Regions from separate parts of the Columba livia genome. Here region 2 is linked to region 1. A link is a contact called in public Hi-C data. All regions are on one chromosome and are shown on one strand. The core of a region is the stretch at or near the end of the contact, and the rest is flanking DNA. Distances in the headings are between cores, read along the strand shown.

What was found. A called contact is a pair of places that touch in the nucleus more often than the background predicts.
Region 2: a contact with region 1 is called in a Hi-C map of liver, with 4 times the contacts expected there. The contact joins two enhancer-like sites. A contact is called at or near these places in 2 of 2 Hi-C or Micro-C datasets (crop and liver).

Annotation. Positions count from the first base shown.
Region 1 is chr20:2,654,725-2,657,309 of bColLiv1.pat.W.v2, forward strand. It overlaps VMP1 (vacuole membrane protein 1), which reads right to left. Exons shown (of 13, transcript XM_065036287.1): 12 at 1,279-1,381; 13 at 1-65. Among named protein-coding and RNA genes, the nearest start is that of TUBD1, 21 kb to the left of the region's middle. Within about 2 kb of position 1,312, at least 1 of the 3 cell types and tissues checked has an H3K27ac peak away from gene starts, as active enhancers do.
Region 2 is chr20:2,688,741-2,691,325 of bColLiv1.pat.W.v2, forward strand. The region is part of intron 6 of VMP1 (vacuole membrane protein 1); the gene reads right to left. Among named protein-coding and RNA genes, the nearest start is that of PTRH2, 23 kb to the right of the region's middle. Within about 2 kb of position 1,286, at least 1 of the 3 cell types and tissues checked has an H3K27ac peak away from gene starts, as active enhancers do.

The DNA.
Region 1 (2,585 bases), core at 62-2,561:
AAGATAAAATAACAAACCATGACAATCACCAATTTTTCAAATATCCAGGATAGCCAGTTTTCCCCCTGAAGAGACAAAACAGAAGAAGGAAGAAACTCAAGATTAGTGGACAATGGAGCATTCTCCATTTTCTGGGCGAAAGGGAAAAGCCCAACCTTATTATGTAATTTATCAAATTAAAACCAGGAACCGAGTGCGAGCTGACAGGATTCCTGCAGCTCTCTCTGAAAAGCTGATTTTAGTCCCGTCAAAGACAAAGCAGCCGGGTTTGCCAAACGCACCGCGGGGCAGACGATGAACCCTGATCATTACTGGGGTCCTGGCAAAGGGATTTATTTATTACTCCTGGTGTTGTCTCGTCTGCGCTAACAATTCAGAGTTCAGACTGTCACTCCCTGTCACGTTCATTGCAAAGAAAACAATAAGGTCACTGGTTAACAATGGTTTTTTCCTAAACCGTGTTCTCTTCCCGGTAGTGTCCGACCCTGCTGGTGTCACCAGAATTCACCGATGACCCCGGCACTTCCAGCGTTTTCCGGGCTGCTCTGAACTTGTGTTCTTTGTCAAAGGAGGGCAGCAGCGCACTGCACAAAACCCACTCCAATGTGCACAGAAGGAATCTGCATATTTGGTTAGTCCAGCCTGACCCTCCCTAATTTCGTCTCTTTTTTGGTAAGAAACGGGCAAAGAAACGTTTATAAGAGCCTCCGGTATTAAATGTGAAGTGTGAGTTAGATGAATGGATTTTATCTAAAAATGCCTCGGTACCCTAAGGAATTTCATGTCCAAGTTGCTGTCTCCACTGAAAATTCAAGGTATGTTTTTTAAAGGAATTTGTATGAAAGGGCACTTCTGCCCCTTTGTACCAGCTCTACACATTAATTTCTTTTCCTTTCGAACACTAAAGACTTGGAGATTTTGTTTCTCCTATTGGCCACTAAGCCACAGACCCCACTGGCTTCTCAAGCATTGATGCTGCACACAGTTTGCTACCATTTCACATGCAAATGCAACTTTGTGCTTAAATTTCTCTCTCAAAGTAGGCACTCTGATACAACGGCAAGACTTTGGTCTTGCTTTATCATTTTCATTATTCTCCAAGAGGTTTAAGTACAGTTTCATAGAGTTACAGAATTATTTTTAAATTCCCAGGTTGCTTTTTTAAATGAGGTTTTAATCTATTTATTCCCTGCAAACCTTGGAAAAACAACCAAGATTTCCATGGGTAAGGTGCTCAGCGAAAAGGCAGCTGAAGCGGCGAGGCAGAGCAGCTCTTACCTGCGGCACGGCACTGTCAGGTCTGTGGTGAAGTTTGATCCTCTGAGCTTCCAAATATTCTTGAAATGGCTTCTGAAGAGAAGGACCTATACTTGGAATAGCACTGGTGCAAAGTTCATCCCAGAGAACAAGACAAAATAGGAGAGAAAAAAAAAAAAACACAAAAAACATAGTTTTTTTTTTTTAAACTTACCACTTATACCCAAACAGAATAAAGTTCAGCCTGAGCTACAGGCAGCTCAGAAGAGCATTGATTGCTACTGGAGAAAACAACCACAAAATAAAGCGTATTTCATCTTTTTATCTGATGCTTCTGCAAGGGACGTATTTCCCCAGATCCTCAAAAAGTGCTTAAAAATGAAAATACTGCAGGGCTGCTGGTCCGGCAGAGCGGAGCCGTGAGCCCGAGCATTTCCTTGGCAGCAGCCGCGGGGGCTGCGCTGAGAATGAAATGAATGACTTCGGAGAAGTCCCACATTTATCACCAGCAGTTCCTGTAAGAACTGGTTTGAACCGATTAATAAGGAAATGACTTGTGCTTGTGTCATCCCTCCGTTAAAAAAGAAACTGCTCGCCCTATGACTTGCCCCTATCTCCTCCGAGGAGACGGCCCCTTTCTCAAACTAAGTCCTTATTAGGACAATCTGTGCGTCATCCTTCCCCACCAAGAATGCATGAGCAAATTCTGCAGGCGCCTCCCCCAGTCAGTGATTAACAAAGGAACAAAGAAGGAACTATGAACCCTGCTCTGAATCATGCCCTGGGTTATGGCAGATGACTTGCACTAAAGCTACAAGCCGTCCGTAAACACCTTGTTCTCACATGAACGTTCCCCAGAGCACGGACGCAGTTTGGGGAGAACAAACTCTGCAGCGTGGAGGTGTTAACGCTGGACGGACTCACGGCAGCTCCTAACGCAGCCAGAAACACCCTCGCTCATTTTTATTTAAACCTCTACACACCGGGATGTTTGGCAGGAGGTCCAAGGAGCTTTAATAATTGTCATGACACTTAAAACCCCAAAGCCTTAAATGCTGTGCAGGAGAAATTACCACGGGGTGAGCGGGTGCGGTGAGAACAGACACACAGCCACAGGCTGACCCACGGACACCAACAGCCCAGCTCCAGCTGGAGAGGTCCCGTTGCTGACAAACATCACTTGAATTCCAAAGAGAACAGACACATATTTTTAATTTAAATATATTAATATGGTCTTCTGCATTTAAAAAGTCACCTACATTTTAAAACTTGGGTTTTTGTTCTTTACAAAATGACTGCAGGAGGATTTAGTAAAACACTCTGGACAC
Region 2 (2,585 bases), core at 36-2,535, 34 kb after region 1:
ATAGAGCCTCTTGAGGAGATAAATGAGGCACAGTCTCTCTTCGGAAAAAAGGTTCATTGAAGTAAAACTGAAACAGAAGAGATCCAGAAGTTGATACACGAGAGAGATTTTGATGTGGAAAGTAGAACAAGGAACGGATGAATGAACAAGTGACTAATAACTCGTACTATCGACGTCTCTACAGGCCCCAATGGCAACGGACAACTGTTTGGTACTTGCAGCAAGATCATCCCTCTCCCCAGCACCTTCACATCTCAAGAAATAATGTACGTGTATTTTACTCAGACGACAGATGTGAAGAGAGAGTTGAAACTTCCCTAAAACTGTAAAGTACATTTATGGCAAACCCGGGAACCTCTTTGTCCACTGTACTCTGAAAGTGAGGAACTTAATTCCATCCCTGCGTCGCCGTCCCCAGTCTGACAGCACCCTGGGACACACAAGGTCTCCCAAGCCATCTTCCTTAAATCATGGTTTTCACCTGCAGAAATTTGCAATAAAATTATCTTGAAGGGCCAATTTGCATAGAGGAAATCCCCACGTACTTGAGTTGTAAGTGACCATTTCCTACGTCCCCTTGACAGGAAGGGTGAAGCTGTTGCCAAGGCAGCGAGATACGGTGTGCCAATCAAGACGTACGGTTTTTGGTTCCACAAAATTTGGAAGACGCCACACTACAGCGTAACTACGGCCAGCTGCCACGGGACACTGTTAGCTTCAGTTTTATAATAGCAAGAGACAAATTTAGTCGCTACTATAGAGACCACCAACCCCCTCCAAGGTGTCAGGGACAGAACTACCAGCATTTCTGCCCAAACCGCACACAGGGGGTGTGTGAAGACGACCGTGCAATGACAAATACCAACTGGAGGCTGCTGCATGAGCAGCTTCTTTCAAAAGAGTTGCCATCCTTGAAATGGCTTTATGGTCTCCAAACGTTGCCTCCTGTTAAGAGAGCTCTCCCAGTCTCACCAAATGTCTGCAAAAGTGTTACAAGTAGCCAATGGAAAAAGAGGTGTTTCACAAAGAACTGTAAACTGCCGAGCCACCTCAAGACCAGGCCAACTGGGCATAATTCTTCCAGTGCAATGTAAACAATTCTATAATGGAAAAAAGTTGGAGTTATGGAACCCACAGCAGCCACATCTTAACTGGAATAAAAAATAAACCATAAACGGTTCATTGGGAGTGGTGAAGTGTGGAGTATTGGAGCTCGGAGCGAGCCAAAGGGAAGCAGAACCATCCCGTGTCCTCCCAGCTGTGCCACTGCTCCGATAGCCAAGGGCTCCCAGCAAAACATCACCCACATCTGCTTTAGTTCCAGCTCGGCCCCAAAAGCTTCCGCAGAGCTCGGTGCCTTCGCAAAGCCCCAGTTCCCAAGCTCCGCCAGACAAGGGCTGGCTGAACAGGACCGGGGTTGCAATGGGGTGGGGAGGAGGAGGAGTGGGATTGTCGCTGGAGGTTTCATCATAGAGGTGCCATTCTGCTTTATATTTAGCAATAGTGATGGTTTAACCCTGAACGGAATAGGGAACCTACTTTGAATGAGCTTTATGTGCCATCTCTGGAAAATCCCAGTCAATATACACTCAGATATTTTCCTTACACTCCTCCCTTTGCCAGAAGGATTAACTCTCATGCCGTTTTTTAATCCTCTTCACAAATAATAACCTTCTCCACCCTCCTTCTCCTCCTCCTCCGTGTGGGGCTGCAGTAAATACTCAGTGTTTTGTCTCTCCGCAATAGCTCAGATTATTTCAACACTTTAGGAAAACCTCTAATATATCCCATGTTTGACTCCAACTGCTGCTCTGCTTTTGAAAAGGACATTTGCAGAACTGTCGTACCAGACAACAAATACTAAAACCAGCCCATTTAGCAGACGCGCCGCTTGCCAAACCAGAAAGAGTCACTGAAATTCAAGGCATGTAAAATCCTGAACGCCAACTGCCTTTCCCTCGCCCTCTTCCAGTGATTTTTGGGTTTAATTTTGAATTGCAGGAGGCACTAACGAGGGCTAACAGAGAAGAAATTGAGAAACGTTCTGCTGACTCGGGTGAGAAGCATTTGCTCGCCCCTACTGATGACCAGAAGGAGCCTGTGGTGAGGCTGGAATGCGATTTGTTCGAAGTATCTGTACAATTTACAAATCAAACCAGACAAGATCTGCTCATGAAGATCAACTCCACATAAATCAGTTTTTTAGCAACAGTAATTTTGGGGAGTTTGGAAATCCCTTTCTTCACAACCCCGAGGAAGGTTTGTTCAGTGACTGAAGGGACCCCGGTTAGAACAGACACTGCTAATCTTAGAAATAAGTTACTTTAAATGCTGCGTTAGGAAATTTCTAGAAAGTATCATCTTTATCTATAAATCATGCTTAGAAATCCATCGGTGCAAGTAGAAAGAGAGGGCAGGCACATGGAACCAAAAAAAAAAATCAAGAAGTTAAAATCCTTAAGAACATGCTGATATGTATAATACTTACAACAGAATGGTCTTTACCATAAGGAAAAATGACTGTATATCCCATTAAATCTGAATCATATTTTCACATTATTAATCATTCTGTGCACCTAGACTGT